Regions from separate parts of the Rattus norvegicus genome. Here all the other regions are linked to region 3. Evidence: chromatin contacts called from public Hi-C data. All regions are on one chromosome and are shown on one strand. The core of a region is the stretch at or near the end of the contact, and the rest is flanking DNA. Distances in the headings are between cores, read along the strand shown. Region 1 has its middle 130 kb from the start of Btg1. Region 2 has its middle 280 kb from the start of U2l1. Region 3 has its middle 100 kb from the start of Plekhg7.

What was found. A called contact is a pair of places that touch in the nucleus more often than the background predicts.
Region 1: a contact with region 3 is called in a Hi-C map of liver, with 5 times the contacts expected there. The contact joins two enhancer-like sites. A contact is called at or near these places in 2 of 12 Hi-C or Micro-C datasets (kidney and liver).
Region 2: a contact with region 3 is called in a Hi-C map of liver, with 5 times the contacts expected there. The contact joins two enhancer-like sites. A contact is called at or near these places in 7 of 12 Hi-C or Micro-C datasets (the A7r5 cell line, the Rat2 cell line, frontal cortex and 3 more).

What each region holds. Positions count from the first base shown.
Region 1 is chr7:33,352,430-33,355,516 of GRCr8, reverse strand. No RefSeq gene overlaps it. Among named protein-coding and RNA genes, the nearest start is that of Btg1, 130 kb to the right of the region's middle. Within about 2 kb of position 1,711, at least 1 of the 93 cell types and tissues checked has an H3K27ac peak or open chromatin away from gene starts, as enhancers often do. A contact at or near this core is called in liver, where this site is marked.
Region 2 is chr7:33,554,316-33,557,137 of GRCr8, reverse strand. No RefSeq gene overlaps it. Among named protein-coding and RNA genes, the nearest start is that of U2l1, 280 kb to the left of the region's middle. Within about 2 kb of position 1,452, at least 4 of the 93 cell types and tissues checked have an H3K27ac peak or open chromatin away from gene starts, as enhancers often do. A contact at or near this core is called in liver, where this site is marked.
Region 3 is chr7:32,793,549-32,796,403 of GRCr8, reverse strand. No RefSeq gene overlaps it. Among named protein-coding and RNA genes, the nearest start is that of Plekhg7, 100 kb to the right of the region's middle. Within about 2 kb of position 1,548, at least 13 of the 93 cell types and tissues checked have an H3K27ac peak or open chromatin away from gene starts, as enhancers often do. A contact at or near this core is called in liver, where this site is marked.

The DNA.
Region 1 (3,087 bases), core at 462-2,961, 560 kb before region 3:
TTCAGTGTTTAAACAAAAGTGTGGGCTGGACAGTCTAGAACTCTTTCAAGGACTCAAAGGTAAATATCATATTATTACCCTTAGACTTTGGCAAGAAGCAATTTTCCAAGGTGCCATTGAAACTCTTGTCATACTTCAGTCACCCAGAGCTTACCTCAGGAGCATCCTTTACTCCAGACACTCACGTAGCATATGCTCACTGACAGTGGATGGAGAAAAATGGACGACTAGAAGAATAAAGTCTAAGTATAAATCCCTCCCACAGTAAGGCAGAGATCTGATATATATATTATTTGCCTTCTGGAGCCAAGAACATGTTTAGATCTCCGAGGTTTGGCCTTGTCTCAGCCTGAATCATCTGACTCAAAGCAGTGACAAGAATTATCTTTAAGGCCTTCTCTTCCCACCCATCACACACACACACACACACACACACACACACACACACACACACACACACACACACTTTATACCACTCTGTGTTGGAGCTAATCAGCTGTGAGAATGTAACCAATCATCTCTTTTGCTGCACCTAAAATTTTCTCACAAAAACCATGAAAAACTTGGCATGAGCTGTGTAGTATGTTCCTTGCAAGGGCAAAATACCCTGGGCCATTTTATTGCTCCAGATTTGTTTGTACTCAAAACTAAACAAGAGCCAATACGTGTCCCAGGACAGAGAGATCTGACCTAGTGATAATGCACACATCAGAGGACGCTCCAAGTCAAATATAAAGATACCCATGGATGTGCATGAATCACGGGTGTTGAGCAAGACAGCAACAATCGCACTGGCAACACAGAACCAGACAGATCTCGAGAAGTTGGAATAAGCAAGCTCCCAATGAACAGACTGCAAGCTGTCAGAAATATTAACAAGGAATGATCTTTCTCTTTAGCAAAATATTGCCTACTTCTCCTGCATAGGCAATGAAATTGGAACTAGAAACTTGGAGAGCGGTTTGGGCAAAGTAAGTCACCAATTCTTTAGTCTATGAACACTGCATTGCCTCAGGAAAATCATGAATCATAGCGTGGATTTAGCTCGTACTATGCAAGGATGCTAACTCTAACCTTAACCTTAATCCACACGAGAACGAAAAGGATGTTTTATAGATCAATGAAGTTCTTAGATTTTACATTATAATCTCAAAAGGAGAAGTCCATGATAAAAATCAGTAGTTCTCACCAATGGATAAAAACAGTTTACCTTAAAGAATGGAGGAATAGCCATGTCTGATAGTACACACTTGTCTTCTCAGAACTCAAGAGAATAAGGCGGGAGGATCAAGAGTTTGAAACTACACAGCAAGAAATCTCCAACTCACAAGTCAAATAACAGGAATGCAGGAAGCCTTCTTAAAATAGTGCATTTGATGGAAAACATGTTTGGCCAGGCAGAGAGTGATATATGCCTGTGATTGCAATACACAGGAAGAAAAGGCAGGAGCCAGCTTGGACTACATTACAAGATTTCAACACAGAACTTCCTAATACACTATTAGTTAATCTTTGTACTGGTTAAAATGTCAAGAAATTTAGTAATGCTATTCCAGAAAATGGTGTGGCTGTCAATTAAACATGTGGGAAAATATCGATTTCGCTAAAGAGACGTATAAAGTCCTTTTGAAGTGAGTACATTTAAAGAAACTTGTTTTGGGCAATGCCACTTGCATCATGGGTCCTGGCTCTCCTCCACGCCATCATAGCTTTTCAGAAGCCACTAGCACCAGTGCAATTTGTCCTGGTGATGCACTCTTTGCCACTGGACAGAGCATACACAAGAAGTGAAAACCAGGGTTAGAATTTAACTGTTGGTTTGGGGTGTGTGTGTGTGTGTGTGTGTGTGTGTGTGTGTGTGTGTGTCTGTCTGTCTGTCTGTCTGTCCAGAAAGGAGCAAAAGGCAGACTGAACAGACATTTCTACCTATCCCAATTACTCTGATGAAATCAAATAAATGCACAATTTCATAAGAGCATTGGAAATCAGAAGGAATGGTGAACCACCTCAAAGTCAGAACTGTGAAACCCAGGAACTGGCGCAGAAAGACTCATAGGCAAATAGCTCAGAGTGGATGGTGAGGAGCACTTCAGGCAGGAAGGTCACGGACAACTTCTATCTAGGACTAAGTGGTACTGCGCACTTAGAGTTAGTATGCTGGTCTACCAAACGGCCCCTCTGTGTCCTGAGGTAAGTGAGAAAAAGAACAGTTAGCCCAGAAATGACAGCAGTTAACTGTGGCTCAGACCAAACAGACATGGTCCACCAGTCACTCAGTGGCACCCTTGAGACCATCTGCAATTCAGACCTCCTCCTACCAGGGTCTCTGTCTCATCCTCGTTGTCACAGCAGACAAGATCTTAAAACCCGAATCAATATGCATTGAAATACATGTCCCAATAAAAGTAAGAAGCCAAGAGAAGAAAATATTCCACATAAAAAAAATTAAAGACGCGATTCAGTTTCAACCATTTTAAATCACTGATGCAGAGTATAAAGTTATTATTTTATTATAATTCAGAATTAAAATTTCAAATGATCTCAAATTTGTAGTTGGTGAAGCATAAGAAAATGAATGTGCCCTTCATTTTGTTTTTTGAGAAACCTATAAATGCTGATAAACTCTGTAGTCAAAACTAATTATGTTGAAAAACCTTATGAGGTTAAGAGTAAAGCTTCCAGATAAACAGAATAGATTAAATTCTTGTTTATTTTGTTTCCTTTTGAGATATTACTAAAAGAATTCAAGGGAAATTAAACATACACACAGGCACGAAGTCTGAGTGAGATGGCACCAGGCCTTGAGAGTCTTCTCTCTACCTGGAGCTGTGTGATTGCCTCTAGTGTACCTGAAGAGGAAAGGAAAACAGAGGTCCGCAACATCAAATTTGAAAAGTTCTGTGCTCATGGAACATGATGCGCCATGGATACATCAAATGAAATCTCCATTCAAAGGTTTGTGAAGCCCATCAACTGCAGCAGGATTCCCTACCTGCCCTTTCCCGCCCCGCCCCGCCCCGCCCCTAAGGTAGGGTTTCTCTGTGTAACACTGCCTACCCTGAAACTGGCTTGGTTTACCAGTCTGGT
Region 2 (2,822 bases), core at 203-2,702, 760 kb before region 3:
CTTCCCCAGCAACTCTGCCTGGAGCTGTTGTACTACAGACCAGAGCCAGATGAGTTGGTCTGGTTCCACTACCATGGATTGGATGCTTCTCCAGCCAAACATGTCCTGCTTTTCTAAGAAAAATCTCAGCACTTCTATCATTGAATTGGCTATTTTTTTTATGCCACGGGTGCTTGGTACTTGACACTCTTGTCTAATGTCCTTTCCTGCTTCCTACTGGCAGGATCACTTTTTCATTCTGTTTCTACAATAAGTCACTCTAGCCAAAGCCAACACAAAAGGAGAGGCTTTATTTCATCTTAAAGTTTTAAGTGGCAGTCTATCATTGTGGGTAGTAAAGGCAGGAACTGAAGTAGAAACAACAAACGAATGCCTGTTGCTTCACCCTCTGGCTCAGGCTCAACTAGCTGTTGTATGCATCCCAGGACCAGTTGCTTAGAGATGGTGCTCCTCATAACAGGCTGGGTCCTCCCATATAAATCATCCACTGGGACAATGTCCACCACAGACATGCTCACAGGCCAATCTGATCAAGGCAAAATTTCAATTGAGAATCCCCCTTCCCTCGGGAATCCAGGTTGTGTGTAGGTGACAAAACAAAACAACAACAACAACAACAACAACAACAACAACAACAAAAACTAATGAGGACATAAGGGGACATTGCTGAGACACAGTGATAATACAATGACACAAAAACTTATTGTATGTTCATTCCATGATGCTCTCCTGGGTACAATGTTGACCTATGTGAACCTGTTGAGTTGTGCATCTGTTTGTATTTGTTCGAGTTCAGATGTATGTGCATGTGAAAGACAAAGAACAGCCTCAGGTATTACACCTCAGGAGCTGTCCATTTTATGAGACAGTCTCTCACTGACCCGGGACTCACTGACTAGGTTAGGATGACTAGCTTATGAGCCTCAGGCATCCACCTGTCTCTGCCTCCCCAGCATTGGAATGCCAAGCCTGTACCACCACTCTGGGGTTCTTCATACGGATTCTTCTTCGGTCTCTATGCTGGCACTGCAGGCACCTTTCCCACTGAGCCTCTCTAGCTCTTTGCAGACTTCTTAAGGACAATTCATTTTCTTTCCTTTCAGTGTCTAACATAGAGCCCAACTCAAAACTTTCCGATTCCCATTCATAAGTAATCATAAATGAATTACATTGTTTGGAAAATGCCAAGTACATCAACCATCCTTGGATATAGTCAACAAGTACCAATTCCTTCACATTATAACACTTTACATCTTAAAATTTCAACTTAATCCCTGCCCTTGTGTCATGCTTTCAAATGACGTGGATCTGGCATAGTGATTGATCTCAGCCTTTTGCCATAAGAATAACAGCTTCCTGGGCAAGAGAAAGAACTTTAAAACTCGTTCTTCCAGTGGGGAGTGGTGAAGGGCAGAGTGATGCCAGCAAAAAAGTCCCATCATGTTTGGCATGCCCAATGTTTGCTGTACTTTCTGTCCTGTGTGCCGGAGCTTCTGTTTAACTGAGCTGAGGATTAAAGTATTGAACAAGCAAAGAATTGCTCAACTTCCCTGGATAGGCGGGTCTCATTCAGTATTTGACAGAAAACCTGTCATTTGAGTATGATATATATTTACTGGGGAAAAACAGGATGGCTTAGGCTCAAAGGTCTTTTCTGCTCACCTGCAATGGGAAACCCAGTGTCTCCCTTACCTTCAGGCGCTGAAGCCTGAAACACATTAAGTTTCCATCTCCTCCCCCTGGCCATTTGGATTTGAGCAGCCTCTAAAACAGTCCAGTAAACAGGCAGACAAGACTCCACTTGAGTCTGTTTATAACCTAAAGCTAAAGCATTTATGGAATCACAGACCAGGCTGGGGCATGTCATCTCTGCATTGAAAATCAAAGAATTGCAATTTAGAGGTAGAGGGGCGGGGTGGGGCAGGGCTGGGCTGGGCTGTGAAATCAAAATGGATACAGCTGGCTTTGCTTCTCAACATCTCTAGATGCGAGAAGGTCAGAAAGGCTGTGGGCACGCTCTGCAGTGGATCTGTGACAGGGCAGTGTGGCAGCAGGCCTATGTAAATTAAACAACTTAGCCAATATAGAAAACACATTTTCAGCAAGTAAATAATGCCATTTAAGGGATCCGATTGCTAAAGCAACCTCATTGCCTAACGGGAGGACACTCATCCTTTCACCAAATATTTACTGCCTAGCTCTGGGACTGGCAAGGCTGAGCACTGGTAAGCAATCACCTCTACCCTGAAGTTTTAAAGATTTTGCGATGAAATTTTACAATATTATAGAGAACGTGTTTTTCTTTCTTTGAGACAGGATCTCCTGTTTCCTGGACTGGCATTGACTTGGTTTAAAGCAGATGACCCTGAATCTCTGCCTTCCGGCGCACTCACACCCTCCTGAGTCTGGGGACGCCAGGCAGTGTCCTGAAACAGGTCTGGTTTATGGGGTCCTGGGCATCCATGCTATGTGCCAAGAAACCAGCCTCTTAACTGAGCTATATCCTTTGTGTGAAACATGCCATCTGCAGAAAATCAATCCATTTGTATGAAAGACCCAAAGACGGAAAAACTGCTTTTCTGTAGATACAGGTGCTGGAGCAAAGCACATAAATGTATTCCTAGACTAACCTGTGGTATCTGTGAACCACCCCATGCTAATACCTCTGTATACAAGGACATATACAGGAGCGCTAATGTTTTTAGCGCCTCAGTTACATCTGCTGAGTTTGGTCAGTGATCAAAGAAGACCACACTGTCTGAATTATATTCGCAAAGAGCACAACTACTCTACTGAAATGAGATTCCAGGCTTCAAGTCTTA
Region 3 (2,855 bases), core at 299-2,798:
TCCACAATGGATTGAAAGCTGAACGTGACTTGCTTTATTTTCGTGAACAGCCACTGACTAATTCCAAAATGCTCAAACCCAGTGAGAGGAAAAGTGTCTTTCCACCCTTCCATCCCAAGACATCTAAGCTCATCGATTACAGGGTGCAGGGAATGCCTGATTGCTTTATGATGTCATCAGCTGCTACAGAAATTATTCATGACGCCCCTGCAGCGAGCTGAGCTACTCTGGTGCGGATACCTCCAGAATCCGACACCCTAACGAAGCACTTGTGATATTTAGATGCCGAGTGACTCCACACCAGTGCCTTCGCTCACGTTCAAAACATATATATTTTCCACCGGGAACTACAAGTGTATTTGCAACGAACATTTCTCCAAGCAACAAAGGAAATGTTCTGCAAAATGATGCTGAAACACTACCACCCAGGCTGGCCTTCTCACCAGCATCTTGCTGGTCAAATAGCTGGCCTGCCTGTGACTCAGAGACTGTTCACACTGGAAAGACAAAGCCGAGACTTCTGCTTAAACGCGCAAACAGTGCCCTCTGCTGGCAGAGATGGGATGTTAATTGCAGAAGAACTTAAGTCACAACAGGGAAAGGAGGAGGCGGGGGAGGGGAAGAGGAAGTGGGGGGAGGGGAGAGGAGGGAAAGGGGGTGGATGGAGAAGGAAATGAGACAAACAGGAGAGAGAGAGAGAGAGAGAGAGAGAGAGAGAGAGAGAGAGAGAGAGAGAGAGAGAGAGGGGAGAGAGAGAGAGAGAGAGAGAGAGAGAGAGAGAGAGAGAGAGAGAGAAAAGAACAGTGGGTTTTAGTCCTTTTTAAGGAAAGAAATGTTTGAAGCATACCACATACAAGACTCCAATATACTTCCTTAAATCCTAAAGTAACACTTGGCCCTGCCAGAAGCCCGCGCTAAGGAATGGTTTTACAGTGGCCATTCTTTGCCTGACTAAGTTATTCATTCAGCACAAGCCTCCCCTGGGGGTGTCCCAGTGCTCTGAATATGTGACAGACTCACTCAGAAGATATGAACTGTACCAAACAAAAATGTTACCTTAGGTCACAGACCAGGGCTCGTACAGGATCCCAGAAAGTCCCAGGCTGTTCGACATGTTTGTAAATGCTTGGGAAAATCTCAATGTTGTTTTGTTCTTCTTCTTCTTCTTCTTTTTTTTTTTTTCTGTTTCTGCTTTGACATAAGTGGTTGTTTGAAGGCAGCAAAATATATGCTATAGATACCCACATATTTTATAAATATACATATATATAATATGAAAGTCAGTATTTCTAATAACTTTCATTAAAAAGCAGCTTCCCACACCACTACAGTACTGGGATGAACAATGTAAAAATGTTCTCTTGTCACTAGGCCTTTGCACTGGTGAATACTGTGCCCATATTTAAATATGTTACAAAGCCAGCTTCTTAAACTGAAATGACCCCCACTACAGGGTCACTTAACTGAAGGTGACCGCTCCAAAGAGAGTGACAATAGCAGAAAACTCCTGAATGTGCGATGACCAAAGATAAACTCAACCTAAATTGTGTAACAGTTCCAAAGTGCTTCGGTCTAGGCTCACCTGTGTTACCCTGCACAGCTGTGTGGCCCCAGCTTGAGACACGCCTGTGCCCTGTATATGCCATCACTCCTCCCATCCACTATCCAGAGACATCATGCTCAGACACATGGCAGGCTACGGACTACGCAGTGTGTTTACTTTACACACAGTAGCTTTGTGCTCTTCTAGAAGTGTAGCAGCTTAATTATAGAAAACGGAGATGTTCCATCAACTTGCCTCAACCAGGAAGTGTCTCATGAGGATCATGTTGTGTTCGAACATTTGATTGTGAGGATTGCTATCCAAGTTAGCAGTGAGCGCCTAAACAATACTGATAAATTAGTTACTTTTAGCTTGTGTCTCAGACAGGACTTCCAACAAGCTTGACAACGGGTCTTACATACACTTCTCTGTTTCAGATTGTATATTGACGGAACATGGCCTTCTCAGCATTGGTAACTATAAAACTCAAAAGTATCAATCAGTTCTTTAAAACATGGAGCCTCCATGTCCTGGCATATTAACTATTCAGGCGAGGAACAACTCTTGTCATATTTACTAGTATAACTCTACAACTTCCTCTGCTGCTGACTTCATTGTCATTGTCCTGTGTCCCCGTGCGCCCATATGTTTGCTACACTTTCCATAAAGCACATCCAAAACCAAAACGTGTATCTATCCCTTTATCTAAAGACTCTCTTTTACTGTGAAGGCAGTGCCCATATCACAGAATAAAAAGTCTTGGTGACTGATTCTCGAATGCGAGTAACAACTTTAACTCTACTTGGGTGTAACCAGACATCCTTAGTGGCTATCAGGTATGCCAGGAGATTTGAGCTTCGGGAAGAAAGTTACAGGTTGCGTCCCTCATAGCTCATCAGGGTCATCCATGTTGGCAAAGTCACTGGCCTTCTCAGAGTTTGCCTCCCTACTTAAAAAAATAAGGCCTCAAGGATCTATACTGAGGACTAAAGATGATACGACTTAATCCTTACACAAGAGTGATGTGTCATAGGTGTTCAGTAAGCATTTGTTGACATCCTGACCTACAAAAGCACTCGAGTCACTGTGACTTGTTAACCTCCCCTCCATCTTCGCCTTTGTGACTTGGCAGATCTGACCCCACAGAGTCCACTCTGGTGCTTGGATCTCAGACGACCTTCTCCCACCAACCTCAGTGACAACTGGACACAATGTCTGCACTCTGTCTAGGAGAGAGATCAGGCCTAGAAGGGTTATACAACCCGATGTTTTAATCATGGCATTTGATTTTAGGTCAGAAAGATTTATTCCT